2 separate regions of the Sus scrofa genome follow, and region 1 is linked to region 2. The links are chromatin contacts, called in public HiChIP or PLAC-seq maps. All regions are on one chromosome and are shown on one strand. Each heading gives the region's core, a stretch centred on a gene start, on an enhancer-like site or on the middle of the called end of the contact. The rest is flanking DNA. Distances are from core to core; before and after follow the strand shown.

Region 1 (3,298 bases), core at 667-3,166, 210 kb after region 2:
TTCCCTGAAAGATAGCACTGACAGAAGTCTTTTATTCTCATGACAACCCTGAATGGGCCCCTAGAAAGCTTTAGGATGGAGGTCTTGTCGCCAGGAAGACTAAGCCATGACTGAAGGTTTGGAACTTACATCCTCACATCTCCACCTCTGGGAAGAGGAGAGGGGCTGGAGATTGAGTTATCACTGATGGCCAATGCTTTCATCATATGTACCTATGTAAGAAAGTCTCCATCAAAACCTAGGAGGATTGGGTTCAGAGAGCTTCTGGGTTGCTGAACATGTGGAGACACAGGGAGAATGACTCATCTGGAAAGCCATGGAAGCTATGTGACCCTTCCCCATACCTTGCCCTACGCATCTCTTCCATCTGGCTGTTCCTGGGTCTACCCTTTATAGTAAATTGTTAATGATACAGATGGCACTTTCCTGAGTTCTGTAAGCCATTCTAGTGAATTACCAAAAGGAGTGGGGGGCATCGTGGGACCCTCCAGATTTACAGTCAGCCAAACCCAAGTGTGGGTAGCCTGGGCATCCCACTGCACCTGGCATCTGAAATGAAGGCAGTCCTATAAGGTGGAGCCTTTAATGTGTGCAGTCAGACACTAAATCCGATAGTGTCAGAACTGAACTGAACTGTAGAACACCCAGTTGGTGATGGAGAGTGGGAGAAGTGGTACTGAAAAAGACACCACCCACTTGGTATCAGAAATGTTGTCAATAAAAACGACATAAGTCGGACTTCCTGTTGAGATGCAGCGGAAATGAATCAGACTAGTACCCATGAGGATGTGGGTTTGATCCCTGGCCTCTTGCCGTGGCTGTGGTGTAGGCTGGTAACTGCAGCTCCGACTCAACCCCTAGCCTGGGAACTTCCATATGCAACGGGTGCGGCCCTAAAAAGCAAAAAAAATAAAAGTAAAAAAACTTTTTAAATGACACAGGCCGCCTTTCTCAGTGTTCTCAATCAGGCCCCTCAAACCTCTTACCTCACATTTATGGTACCATTTGGCACAGAAAACAGCCATTGTTAGGTTATGTGTTTTTAGGGCTCTTGAGATCTTAAAACGAAGATCTATCAATCCCATGCAGAAAAAAGATTACTAAGTTTTTAAAAGTCACTTTGTTTGGTTGTTTGGCCATGGAGCATTAAAGTTTGGATCACTATTACCTTATTTCCCACCCCCAAGTAGTTAACTTCTTTCTTTTCCTCCCAGTCTTTATACATGGGATCACACTTATTCCTAATCACCAATCTAAATGTGAAGCAGTAGAAGAATCATGTAAACCAGAAACAGATTTACCAACGATTTCTTCTTTAATCTCCCATGACTTCAAGTGAATGCTACTAAAACCCAAAACCTCTTTTTGTATGACCTTTTCTGTTTACAATCATTAGCAATCTGTTTGTGGTCGTGAACTGTTTAATGTAATTCAGACAGAGAGGACCAAGTGTATTCATTTGAAGAGTTACAGCACTCATTATGAAACTGAAAAAGTAATTTCACGACTTGGCACTAACACAGAATCCTAAAATGAGCGCTCAGGCGCCTATAAGAATGGTTTTAAAGCTTGAAAAAACATAAGAGGAGCCCTCTACGGTCACCCCTCCATAAGGTGGTTGTGCCTGCATGTTGTTTTTTCCACTTACACGTGTTAAGATACTTAAAATAGTTGACTTTTCTTTTTCTTTTTTAGGGCCGCACCCTCAGCATATGGAAGTTCTCAGGCTAGGGATCCAATCAGAGCTACAGCTGCCGGCCTACACCACACCCACAGCAACGTGGGATCTGAGCCGCGTCTGTGACCTACATCACAGCTCAGGGCAACGACAGATCCCTGACCCACTGAGCAGGGCCAGGAATAGAACCTACTTCCTCAGGGATACTAATCGGATTCATTTCCAATGCACCACAATGGGAATTCCCCAGATGCCTGACTTATGACTGAATCCTCTACAGGGTGGTGGCTATGGGGATAGGAAAGAACACCAAAGGAAGTATTGGGGGGGGAACCTTAAAATACTTGATGTCCTATGGCCAGAGGGCCAAAGGGAGAAGGAGCATCAAAGATAACTAAGGCCAGGCCCATGTGACCTACATAATATTAAATTTCACAGAGAAAGCAAAGCAATGACCCAAGAGAGAAAAACATCAGTTTCAGACACCCTAAGATCAATGGATATTCAAGAGAATGTTTGCTTCCAATGGAAAGTAAAAACAAAAATTGTAGAAACAAGTAGAATTTTTAAGAGAGAAAACAGAGTGCCCGGAAATGCTGACATTTGAGAATAGAGAAGCACATGTCAGGGACTGTAACCATGACTAAAACCTGCAGGGAGAGGAACTGAGAACATAACTGCTGCAAAGAAAATGAAGAAACAAGGACATGCCCAAGGATGTGGTCCCCAGAGCGGCATGACCATTTCCCAAGACACCAGGCTTTTTGGAGAAAGGGCCAATTAATTCCAGTCCTTGCAGCTGAACATGTTCAAGATAAACGTGGGATTTCTTAAACCAACTGTCAAGGAAACTATCAACTACCAAAAAGGCATCAAAAGGACATGACAGGTCTCTCAAGACAGGATAATTTGAGAATCAATGACAACAATTCCAGTAATCTTGAAACTCAAAAGCTCATAAATCACACCCAAAAAAACCTCACTGGTCAAAAACCAAAATTCACTCATCATCCTTGAAGGATGCTAAAGCAACCAATATTTATAGGGTAGTAAATAAGTGAAAAAAATCAAGCATTTTTTTTCTCTCTTTTACAAACTGTGCCTTACAGTAACTAAATAGCTAAAGAGGACAAATTCCTCTTTAGAAATGCATTCTAACTAATAACTGAGGAAATAGTAGAAGAGTATTACCATCTTGCAGCCATATAATAATGCATCTAAGCCAATGGTTAGTGGCACTTCACAAAACAAAGACATTAGGTACCTCCTGATGGAAGGATATATACATCATGACCTATTACTTTGTCTTGTCCAAACAAAGCAAAAGTGAACTTGAATCTAATTCAAGACCCACAAAGGTCAGAAGAACATAATAATAAGCAACCACATATGGATGTAGTTCAGCAAAACAAGTGGAACTTTCTGCAGAATAAACCAACTTCGACAAATACACTGCACCAAAAAAAAAAAAAAAAAGGAACCTATTGAAAAACGTTGAAAAAGATCTTATTTGAATCCAGACTCAATTTCTTAAAAGTAAAAAATCAAAGAAATGTGAACCATTTGATTGTTATTTGAGAGTTACTATTAATTTTTTATATGAACTTTTTAAAAAGAGAC
Region 2 (3,212 bases), core at 558-3,057:
TCTTTTCAGGGCCGCACCTGCAGCATGTGGTGGGTCCTGGGCTAGGGGCTGAATTGAAGCTGCAGCTGCTGGTCTACGCCACAGCCACAGCAACAGAGGGATCTGAGTCATGTCTGCAACCTACACAGCTCACAGCAGTGCCAGATCCTTAACCCACTAAGTGGGGCCAGAGGTGGAACTCGCATCCTCATGGATACTAGTCAGGTTTGTTACCACTGAGCCACAATGGGAACTCCTTAATAATGTAAGTGTGCATTAACTTTAGGGAAGCATTTGAGTAAGTAGACTGGGTAGCCTCTAAGGTCCATTCCCTCGTATTTACTTTTCTTGATAAGTGCAGATCAACCCATAGACATCAAAGTCTATCATTGAAAAGTATTTTTCTGGAGTTCCCATCGTGGCTCAGTGGTTAACGAATCCAACTAGGAACCACGAGGTTGAGGGCTCGATCCCTGGCCTTGCTCAGTGGGTTAAGGATCCGGTGTTGTTGCCGTGAGCTGTGGTGTAGATCGCAGATGCGGCTCGGATCCCACGTTGCAGTGGTTGTGGTGTAGGCTGGCGGCTACAACTCCGATTCAACCCCTAGCCTGGGAACCTCCATATGCCATGGGAGCAGCCAAAAAAAATGGCAAAAAGACAAAAAAATTATATATTTTTTTTTCCTGGGAGCTCCCTTGTGGTTCAGTGGGTTAAGGACCCGATGTTGTCTCTGTGAGGATGCGGGTTCAATGCCTGACCTCACTCAGTGGGTTAAGTTGCTGCCAGCTATAGTGTAGGTCACAGATGTGGCTCAGATCTGGTGTTGCTGTGGCCATGGCATAGGCCTGTAGCTGCAGCTACAATTCAACCCCTAGCCTGGGAATTTCCAGGGCATAAGTGTAGCTGTTTAAAAAAAAAAAAAAGAATAATTATTTTTTTGGAGTTCTCTTGTGGTACAGCAAATTAAGGATCTAGTGTTGTTGCTGCAGTTACCTGGGTCACTGATATGGCGTGGATTCCATCCCTGACCCAGGAACTACCATATGCCACAGGTGCAGCCAAAAAATTAAATAAAATAAAAGGTATCTTTATGTTTTAATATGTATTCATCAAAGAAATTCAGAAAATGTTTTAAAAGCATAAATAAAAACCATCCATAATTTATCAGCTAGATAATCACTCTGAATTCATTGAAGCTGGTCCATATTTTATCTGAGTATTCATTTGTGGGCATTTTTCTCTGTTAAGCATTTACCATCACATTTTTAAGTGCACATTGTAAAAATTTAATTTGGCTATATAAAGTGTATATTCTTTCTTTTTTAATAGCTCTCTGATGTAAAAGATGGAGTAAAGCAAGCAGCACCTGCATTTGGATTTGGCAGTAGTCAGGCAGTAACATTTGGGTCACCAGGTAAGTGATGGAGTAATGCAGGACTTCACTGATTTCTAAAAATAGGATTTTATAGGTTTCAAATCATAAAGCCTGAAGGTTGATTAAGTGCCATTTCAAGTCACTCTTGTAAATTCTACCACCTTCTATAAGAGAGCTTCAAAGAATTTGACTCATCAAGCATTTGTGAAATGGGGGCCGGAATGGGCATGTTCTCTGAAAGACCCTCTAGCTTAGAAGTATATTTTAGGAATGGTTTTTCAAGAGTTTTATAGTAATACGTTACTATGATAGTAGCACCTTTGAGGACTTTCTTGTCCCTATACGTAACAGCAGAATTTTGACCTCAAGTGACAGACCCAGTGACATGAGGGACAAGCTGAAATGAAGAGTCACTCCCTCATCCCTGAGTTTTCTCAAGAGCAGTCTCTGTGAGTAAAGGTAAATTACAGTACAGATGAGATCAGTGTAGCAGAAAGACAGACCACAGGGTTTCGTGGGTTTGTCCTGGCTTCTCATTTTCATGTTTTTCTTCTTCCTTCCAGGAAGTTTCTCATCATTTAAACATGGCAGAAATAAGAAAAAAAAAGGAGGCATGGGATAGACATATAGCTACCTTTTCTAATATTTTTTTTTTCTGTTTCTTTGTAGGTTTTCCAGTGAATAGCAACAGCAGTTGTAGTGCTCAGAATTTTAGTTTTAAACCAAGGTCTTCATTTGCTGCTGCCCCCTCTGGAAGTCCTTCTGTGTTTGGGAGTACTCCGGCATTTGGAGCCACACCCTCTGCCAGTTCTGCCATCAGCGCTTCTGCCCCAACTTTTGGACTTGGGAAGCCCGAAATCACATCTGCTGCTTCATTTTCGTTTAAAACCCCTGCAGCTTCTGGTTTTGGATCATCCGGATTTTCAGGATTTCCAGCTCCAATGGCAGCAGACCCTGTTGCCCCAGCCTTTGGAAGTGGCAGTTCTGTGGCTGGTTTTGGTAGTCCTGGCTCACATTCTCATGCTGCTTTTTCCAAGTCATCCAGTGACACCTTTGGAAATAGCAGCCTATCCACCTCTCTCCCAGTCTCACATGGCACAACAGATAATGTATTATTCACACCCAAGGATCAACTAACAGTGGAAGAACTAGAACAATTTCAATCTAAGAAATTCACTTTGGGAAAAATTCCCTTAAAGCCACCGCCTGTGGAACTCATAAATATTTAAAAGGGCAATTTTAAATATAGAAAAGAACAGTTTTTAAAATTGTTTTGAGTGGTTCATATGAAAGAGCAAATATATATACACATTTAAATTTATAAGAAATGTAAACTTTTAATAACATTAGTTTTTAAATTTAACATTTTCCCCTTGAACCTAACTATTTAAATGGAACATAAAAAATACTCAAGAACAGATTTTTTTTAACTATTATTATGAATGAAACTGAAAAAATGATCAATCCACACTGAATAAAGTACTTTTCTTATTCTACATCACTTTACTGTCTTACCATTTAAAATTTTAGCTTTAAACTTTTTTAAAGAAATGAGACAGTTTTTAGAACCAGTAGGGAAAAATGCTTGAATGTTTAACCTACTTACCAAATAAATATCAGAAGCCTGACTTTCATGTTCAAGAAGATTCTCTTAACGAAATAGCAGTTTTTAAAGGGCGGAAACTTTTATTTTCAGGACCTAAGGGGCGTTTTCCCCTCACAGTTTTTTTTTAATGGGCCACTCCCAGAGCATGCGGAAGTTCCCAGACCAGGAAATGAACCCGAGTCACAGCAGTGACCCAAAGTGCCACAGTGACAATGCAGGATCCCTAACCTGCTGCACCCAAGGGAACTCCAC

What was found. HiChIP or PLAC-seq counts read pairs in DNA pulled down with a chosen protein or histone mark.
Region 1: a contact with region 2 is called in an H3K27ac HiChIP or PLAC-seq map of alveolar macrophages. The contact joins two enhancer-like sites. A contact is called at or near these places in 1 of 47 Hi-C or Micro-C datasets (mesenteric adipose tissue) and 1 of 2 datasets of contacts at active chromatin or transcription factors (alveolar macrophages).

The regions. Positions count from the first base shown.
Region 1 is chr9:92,210,550-92,213,847 of Sscrofa11.1, forward strand. All of the region lies in intron 3 of IGF2BP3 (insulin-like growth factor 2 mRNA-binding protein 3), which reads right to left. Among named protein-coding and RNA genes, the nearest start is that of IGF2BP3, 60 kb to the right of the region's middle. Within about 2 kb of position 1,917, at least 13 of the 83 cell types and tissues checked have an H3K27ac peak or open chromatin away from gene starts, as enhancers often do. A contact at or near this core is called in alveolar macrophages, where this site is marked.
Region 2 is chr9:91,998,119-92,001,330 of Sscrofa11.1, forward strand. It overlaps NUPL2 (nucleoporin-like protein 2), which reads left to right. Exons shown (of 7, transcript XM_021063448.1): 6 at 1,309-1,393; 7 at 2,024-3,212. The coding sequence ends at 2,583. Among named protein-coding and RNA genes, the nearest start is that of NUPL2, 18 kb to the left of the region's middle. Within about 2 kb of position 1,808, at least 1 of the 83 cell types and tissues checked has an H3K27ac peak or open chromatin away from gene starts, as enhancers often do. A contact at or near this core is called in alveolar macrophages, where this site is marked.